Regions from separate parts of the Mus musculus genome. Here region 1 is linked to region 2. The links are chromatin contacts, called in public Hi-C maps. All regions are on one chromosome and are shown on one strand. The core of a region is the stretch at or near the end of the contact, and the rest is flanking DNA. Distances in the headings are between cores, read along the strand shown. Region 1 overlaps Crtc1 (CREB regulated transcription coactivator 1). Region 2 holds the start of Gdf1 (growth differentiation factor 1).

What was found. Hi-C and Micro-C count contacts between places; a contact is called where the count stands out from the background.
Region 1: a contact with region 2 is called in a Hi-C map of pancreatic cancer cells. The contact joins the enhancer-like site here to the promoter of Gdf1 in region 2. A contact is called at or near these places in 5 of 39 promoter capture datasets (embryonic stem cells, hematopoietic stem and progenitor cells, liver and 2 more), 2 of 484 Hi-C or Micro-C datasets (bone marrow-derived macrophages and pancreatic cancer cells), 4 of 115 datasets of contacts at active chromatin or transcription factors (the 230-238 cell line and embryonic stem cells) and 4 of 9 other capture datasets (adipose tissue, liver, macrophages and 1 more).

What each region holds. Positions count from the first base shown.
Region 1 is chr8:70,413,329-70,417,264 of GRCm38.p6, reverse strand. The region is part of intron 1 of Crtc1 (CREB regulated transcription coactivator 1); the gene reads left to right. Among named protein-coding and RNA genes, the nearest start is that of Crtc1, 24 kb to the left of the region's middle. Within about 2 kb of position 2,509, at least 27 of the 459 cell types and tissues checked have an H3K27ac peak or open chromatin away from gene starts, as enhancers often do. A contact at or near this core is called in bone marrow-derived macrophages and pancreatic cancer cells, where this site is marked.
Region 2 is chr8:70,314,005-70,318,100 of GRCm38.p6, reverse strand. It overlaps Gdf1 (growth differentiation factor 1), which reads right to left and starts at 2,326. Exons shown (of 8, transcript NM_001163282.2): 1 at 1,993-2,326. Cers1 (ceramide synthase 1) reads right to left here and starts at 2,326. Exons shown (of 8, transcript NM_138647.3): 1 at 1,993-2,326. The coding sequence starts at 2,241.

The DNA.
Region 1 (3,936 bases), core at 1,260-3,759, 99 kb before region 2:
CACCTAGGTGAGCTGAAATCCTCGTGTGAGGCCATGACAGTGCAACAGCCTGGCTCTGTGGAATCTAAGAGCTTAGCTGTAGGGAGCAGATGGTACCTCTCCGGGAGAGCTTGGGGACGTGGGTGGTGACAGGGCTGGGGCAGCATGGGCAGGGGAGGCAGTCAAGGTGTCCGATGTAGTGGGGAAGGAGTCCCAGTCTCTATCTAGGCGTGGCTTCAGTGCTGTCTTAGGTCCCTGCCCTTGCACACACTCCCCCCAAGGCCCTTGTCCCTGCCCTCCTGCACTTCAGCAGCTCCTCCAACTTTCCCTGAGCTTGCTGCCTCCTGCTGTGCTTTTAGAATCCAGGGAGATTAGCTCTCCCTCTCAGAGAACTCTGGATAGGTGGCCCAAGGGTGGGGCCCCCCAGGACTGTGTGCTATCGGCCTCTCCTGGGGTGCATGCTGCCCTAACACTAGGAAGGCCAGGGTTAGTCTTTGAGCCTCTTTCTCCATTTCAGCCATTAGCAGAGGGGCAGCTGCCCTGTCCAGGCACAGCAGCTGTGTCCCCACCTGAGGTCCCGAGAGCAGCTCTTCTGGATAATCCTGCAAGTGTTTTTCTAGCTGCTTTCCTGCATAGCCAAGCCCTGCTTCTCTTCCAGGCTCTCTTCCTGGCTACCATGGAGGTGACAAGCAAGCAGGAGATAGCCCTCTGTTAAGGAGGTTCAGATGGTAAACTGAGGAATGGAGAGTTCCATGGAGCTCTAGTCAACTGCCATGCCCCTTGCTGGTTTCCATGCAGAAGCCCTGAGGTAGCTGCTGCTGGCTTATCTGATGCAAGGCTATGAGGCTGGAAAGAGCAGAGGGCCAAGCCAGTGGAAGGGAAAGCTGAGCGTGCAGGGAACACACATCCCTTTCGTAGCCTTCCCCTCCTACTCTTTCCTACTAGACTCTCTGCACAGGACAGAGCCCCAGTGTCAGCTGGCCTGCTCTCTTTAATATCTTTACAAGGCCAGCCTGTTGCCATGGTGACTACAAGCAGTCCTGGCCTGCCCAAGGCCACTCCATCTGAACATTGAGTCTAGGAGGGGATAGTGGGCGTGGGGTTGCTCAGATCTCCTAGGGAAAATGGGGCCTGCCAGGTCCTTTCCCCAGGAGATACCCAGAGTGGCTCCATACAAGGCCAGAGGTGGCTTTTTTATGACGCGCTGGTCATACCATCCCAGGGAGTTTAGCCAGAGGGATGCCTCCACTGAGCTGTCCACCTGGGGAGGTGCTCCATCTGCAGTGGGAGGGGGGGGTCCCCCGGCCCCCTATAAAACAGCCCCACCACCACCTTAGCTACCTCCTAGCTAGGCAGGCCATGTCTCTTTGGCAGGCATGCCTCTTTCCCAGGCGTGAGTTGTCCATCAGGGGAGTAGACTGTACTGTGTCTCCCCAGCAATGTGTCTTCATGCTCCAGAGGCAGGGGCTGTGACCTTATGCAGAACTGAAGTCCTTAATTAGGGGGCTGGAGAGATGGCGCAGGACTTAGGAATTGTAAGCACTGTTCTTGCAGAGAACCTGGATTCCTTCAGGCTCCAGGTGTTACAGTGCCCCCTTCTGGTATCTTCAGACATGTGCACATGCCTACACACAGACACCCACCCACCCATGTAATTAAAAATAGAATAAAATACATGGTTTTGTTTTGTTTTGTTTTGTTTTTGAGACAGGATTTCTCTGTGTATCTCTGACTTTCCTGGAACTCTCTCTGTAGACCCAGCTAGCCTCTGTCTCATAGATCCACCTGCCTCTGCCTCTTAAGTGCTGGTATTAAAGGCATGCACCACTATACCTAGCTAAGATATATGTTTTATAATATAGTCTCAAGGTGATTCCTGGGTTAAGGTGAGAGCCAATTCCCAGGGCTGGCTCAGTGCCCTTTGGTGTCTGTTTGGGTTGGGTGTCAGGAATTCTGTGGACACAAAATTCCCATACTTAGGTCACTTTCTGATTGGGGGTGCTATGAGAGTCTGCTAATTCTTCTAGAAACTTCTCCACTGAACTTGGTTGGGTTTTTTGTTTTTGTTTTTGTTTTTTTGGTTTTTTGAGACAGGGTTTTTCTGTGTAGCCCTGGCTGTCCTGGAACTCACTCTGTAGACCAGGCTGGCCTCGAACTCAGAAATCCGCCTGCCTCTGCCTCCCAAGTACTGGGATTAAAGGCCACCACCACGCCTGGCCCCACCAAACTTGGAATACCTGTGTAGTCTTCAATTTTTTTTAAAATCTACTTTTTTTTTTTTTTTTTGGTTTTTTGAAAACCTACTTTTAATAAGAGTTCTGAAATGCTTTAACCTTCCTTCTAGCCCATCACCCTCCAGAGATAGTGAAAAGAAATAGTGTATTAGGATACAGGGGAAGTGAACCATACCTGTTTAGAAACAGTTCTTTGGGACGAGTTCAATCTCTAATTGTCAGGATATCAGGTGTCTAGTTCAGTTGTGTCAGGAGAGCAAACATGAATCAGCAGTGGTGGCATGACCCAGCAGAAACACCCAGGCCTCAATGAATCAGCACAAGTCAGCAGGAGCCACCAGGACCGGCAGGAGAAATTCTATATTATGCCTCTCTGAATGAAGTGAAAATCAGCAAAGATGAAGATATGAGTGAGACACTGAAGCATTGTAAGTCCAGCCATGCAAGCTTGCCATCAATGTTGGGTCCTATGTGTACTCCCTCCTCCAAACATCATGTGTCCTTCCATGGGTATTGCCTCACCACGTGAGTCTGTCTTAGCAAAACTCAGCCGACATCACTCTGCCAGTCATCCCAAATCTGAGGAAGTAGCCAGAAGCTGCCAGAAAACCACCAAGAGTTTTGGTGCATTTCTATGAAGTGAGGACAAACAATGGTAATTAAGGAATGGCAAGGTGTACCAACACCATCCAGTGTCGCCTGCGTCTGTTGTGTCCTTCTTGACATCATGTGTCTTCTTACATGTTTGCTTTAGCAAAACATCCTCTCACATGTGTCTGCTTTAGGAAAACATGTCTGCCCCAGCAAAACACCATCTGACAAAACTGACTTTCCAAAGAAGCCACAGGTTTCCACTTCACAGCTGACTCCACCAAGCTGTGGGGATCATCACAGTGGCGTAGGAGTCGGAGGAGTCTATGGGTTCTTGTAAAGCTGACCTTTCTGGGTGCTGCTGATCATGGGGCTCAAAGATACTGAGGTCTGTGCCATGCGAACAGAAGACAGAAGTGGACATGGACTGAGGCCAAGACATAGGAGGTACAGTGTGGACTGTAGATGCTAGAGCCATGACCCCAAGTCCCAGGCTGCCTTGGGTTTGTAGATAGACAAGACAGAAAGGAGCCTCCAGGGGAACGGAGGCGAGGAATGTCCATGGCTTCAAGCCATCCTGCTTGCGGTAGTTGGGTAGCTCTAGGATTGTAACCCAGTCTTACCATATTCAGTTGGGATTTGCTGTAACTTTAATTTTTTAATATTATTTTTAATGATGTTTTTAAAATGTTTTAACCTCTTTTTAGCACACTACCCAATAGAGGTAGTGTAAAAGAAAGGATATAGGGGAAGTGGAACTGTTTAGAAAAGTTTTTTGGGAGCAACTTTGTCAGTGTTGTCTGGAAATTGGCAGTTCAGTTCACAGGTTAGCGGCGGCAGCTCAATCCACTTGTAAACGTCTCATGGAAATACTGGGGCAGCAGCAGCAGTGGCACCACCTAATAAAACAGCCAGGCCTCAGCCTCGGCTCGAGTCAGCAGGAGGGACCGGGAAGATTGTCAGGAGAAGTTCTTACCACAGGACAGCAATGTAAGGTACAGTAGGGACACTCCCACCCTGACTCCAATGGCCAGGCACTGCTTTGAAGGTCAGCTGGATAGAGGCTGACTTTCTAGAAGGATCCAAGGCTGCAACCAGCAGGCAGGAAATGAGGCTAGGCTTGCAGGTTCCA
Region 2 (4,096 bases), core at 1,077-3,576:
TGGCATTGAGAAGGCTGGGCCTCTGTGCCCATATCATCTGGGGTAACCAGAGCCCATGTGTTAGCCCATGAAGGGCTAAACTTAGCACCCAGCTGTCCTGTGTGGCCTGGAGAAAGGAGAGGGAAGGGGAGAGGGCAGGGTGGGGTGACACACTCAGGCTTTAGGCAATGGAGCCCAGGGAATCTGGGGGGCTCAGGTTCTGGAAGGGAATGGGGGTGTGTCAGGGAGAGAAAAAGGGGGGATGACTTGACTGTTGATGGGAAATACTTTGGGGAACAGAAAACTTGAAAACACCAGTGCTCCCCTGCCCTGAGAGGAAGACAGGAAGGGAAATTGAGTCTAGGAGGATGCCTGGGAGGGGAAGCCGGCCAGAGTCTGCTAAGAGAAACGGGGTGGTGTAGAGGGAGAAGGGGGGGAAAAAGTGAAAGGGAATCATGTGATGGTGAGACAACCTGACTCTGGGGACACAAAGACGCCACTGGATAGTGTGCCCTGAATTAGAAGGTACATGTCTATCATCCCAATACTTGGGAAGTTGAGGCAGGAGGATTGCCATGAGTTTCACCAACCTGGGCTTCAGAGTGTGAGACTGTCTCAAAAACTACAAAAGACTGTTGGAATAGGCGGACTAGTGTCAGGGAAGGCTCCAGCACCCTGGGGGTGGAGCTCCGGAGCTGAACGCCAAACCCAGCCCCCTTCCTCTCAAGGCTGAGGGGGCCAGAGGAGCACTGAGCACTCAGCGGTTGTCATGGAGACAGCCAGAGCCCAGCTCCTGTAACCCTTAGCAACCAGGCTGCTGCCAAGTTGAGCTTGGAGAGTGGGACGCCCCTCCACCCAGTTCTTAGGAAGGGTGAGGGTGGAACTGAGGTGGCATCAGGCCTCGTCAAGGCCTCCAGCTTCCTAGATGGACACCGAGAGAGTGTCAGGGCCAAGGCAGATGGGGACCATGACTGCACGGTGCCTTGGCCCTTCTCACTCTAGCCTGGACCTCCCCACAGCAGCTGGGGGCTGAAGTTGCTCCCTCCAGTGGGTGATACCAGGCAGGGTGGGCCCTGGAGCTGGACAACACCCTGTCTTGACCTAACAAGGAACAGCCTCTTCCCGCCAGCAGAGAAAGGCCCCTTTGTTGGCACAATGCTCTCTGTCCCCGCACCCCCCTGCCACTTTCAGTTACAGGGGGGTGGGATGTCCCCAGCTAGTCCCCTGGGGGAGTATCCACCATGGTACTGGCCTAAATGCCACAGAGACCCCCTAACCCCAGGAGGGGGATGAAGAACAGGCTCAGGTACTAATGTCATCAGTGCAATCACTACAGGGTCATCCTTCAGACCTGGTTGGTGGCCTTCTTAGTTGCCAGAAAGAGAACATTTTGACCATCACCCCATGGGGGCGGCAGAATCCAGCCTTGACATAGACAGGGTCATTTCCAAGGTTGAGCCCCTCTGCTTGCTTGGCCCATGACATGCAGGCCTGTGCAATCACTGGCTCAGGGGTGATGTGGACCCCAGACAGGGGCGGAGCCTCGACTGCACAGACTGGGTGTAGGCTCAGCAGCTCCCCGTGACGCAGGGCACAGGTGACCTCTGTATATCTCGAGGCCTCCCGTCCAGGATCCCCAAGTCGATCCCCAGGAAGGGCCCCAGGTCGGTCCTCCGGTCTGCAACAGCCTAGAGGCTGTACCGAGCTGATCGCCCTAGATTCTATCGAAATGACCCAGGACAGGGTGTGGATCTGGTTTCCCTGGACCCAGAACACCCCACACTATATTGGACACCAAATCCATCACAGCGTCACCTCAATTCAGCCCCCCCCCCGGCATCCAACCCGCGCAAAGGGTCTCGCGATAGCCTGAGGCCCCAACATCCTGGGCATCTCCAAACCCGAGCCCCCCACTTTCCAGCGGCCACCATGGACATAGGAATACGTGAGGTGAGGCCCCACTCATTCTCCTTTTGCAGTTCTCAGTCCCCCACCCTCCTAGGTCTCACTGACCCGAAAGATGTGTGTGGTGGCTGCCCAGCGCAACGCTGTCCACCCCAGAGCGCAGAGCACGGCCAGCAGCAGCTCGGGTGCAGCCAGGTGCGCGTGCTCCGCCAGGCCGCGGCGCGCCAGTCCCCAGCCGCAGTCCCCGCAGCCCTGAGCCGCCGCCAGCGCCGAGGCCCAGCTTCGTTGCAACATCTGCGCATAACTCGGCATGGGCTCTGGCGCCTCGAGCCTGGGGGTCGCCGCGGCAGCAGCCATGCTATCCAATTCTCCGCTGTCTCCGCTGTTGCCTGCACCGGTCCGAGTCGCCGCGCGCCCTCGCGTCACGCGCCGCAGCCAGGCAGGGGGCGCGCGGGCCCCCCCAGAGCAAGAATGGGGCGTGGTCTCTCGGGCCCCGCCCCCGTTATGCAGAGCACCACCCCTCCTGCCCTCCTCTTGGTGCTGCTTTGAGACTAAGTGGTCCTCTACTCAAGTCTGCGACTGCCTTCTGCGGTCAAGATGGCTCAGCGGGTGAAGGTGAGGACAGACTGACACAAATTATCCTCTGACCTCCACTTGGGCGCCCATTCACACAAATAAAAGCAATGAGACAATTAAAAAAAAAAAAAAAAAGGATTCAGCCCATGCTTGGGTTGTTGGTACTCGCCCTTTGCCCACTGGTCTGAATGCAGGGCGCCTGGTTCTGTGGGTACAGCCAGCTTTGGAGCCTGTGAGTGTCCTAGCCTAGACCCATAGAAATTCACTGGTAGACTGTGAGGGTGGAGCTGACAAATGGTAGTGGGCTGAGGACTGTCCAAAGATCAGCCTCCCATTGTCCCATCACCACTGAGCCAAAGCCATAAAGATTAGCCTGATCCTTACTAACTCCTCCAGCCATATAGCCTCTTGTGCTGATCTTCCAACTGAGTACTTGCTGTGTAGCTGAGGATGATTTCGAACTCCTGATTCTCTTTTCTGCCTTCTGAGTGCTTGGAAGGCAGCTTTGCGCTGCCATACGTGGTTTATTTATTGCTGGCAGTGGAACGCAGGCTCTGTGCATACTAGGTCTCCAGCCTCCTGTATGTGCACGCATGAACTATGTGCACTCATGCACGCCAAGGGTACAAGTACGGAGGCCAGAGATAGATGCCCAGAGTCTTCCTCCATCAGTATTTAAAACCTTGGATGGCTCAGTGGTTAAGAGCACTGTTTGCTCTTCCAAAGGTCCTGAGTTTAAATCTTGGCTCACAACCATCTGTAATGGGATCAAATGCCCTCTTCTGGTGTGCATGACGTCAGAGGACTCATATACATATACTTATTAGAAAACTGCATTTTAATAAGACTTTTGATATATCTGTGTCTGTGTGCACATATGCCACATGAGTATAAGTGCCCATGGGACTGGAAGGTAGACCCCATGGAGATGGAGCAACAGGCTGCTGTTGGCTGGGTGGACATTGCTGCTGGGGTCAGAACATCAGTCCTCTGCAAGAGTGGTTTTTAGGCCAGGCCTAGTGGCACAGGCCTTTAATCCTAGCACTTGGGAGGCAGAGGCAGGCGGATTTCTGAGTTCAAGATCAGCCTAGTCTACAGAGTGAGTTCCATCTAGGACAGCCAGGGCTGCAGAGAAACCCTGTCTTGAAAAACAAAACAAAGAGTGGTTTTTAACCACTGGCCTAGCTCTCTAGCCCTCTCACCTACACCATTTAAAAAAGATGTAGCCATTTGGTGCATTTTCTCTGCTTGGTGCCCAGAGGCAAGGAGGGCATCAGACCCCCTGGAACTAGAGTTACACACTGAGAGCTGAACCTGAGGCCTTGCTTGGCGAGAGCAGCCAACACTCGGAACTGCGAGCTGTCACACCTCTCCAGACCCTGTGTTTAGTTTTTATTTTGTTTTTTGAGACAGGGTTTCTCTGTATAGCCCTGGCTGTCCTGGAACTCACTTTGTAGACCAGGCTGCGCTCGAAATCAGAAATCACCTGCCTCTGCCTCCCAAGTGCTGGGATTAAAGGTGTGTGCCACCACTGCCCGGCCTGTATTTAGTTTTTGAGGCAGGATCTCTCACTAACCTAGGGCTCACTGGTCCAGCTAGACCATGTGGCCAATGAGCCCTAGCGAGCTTCCTGCCT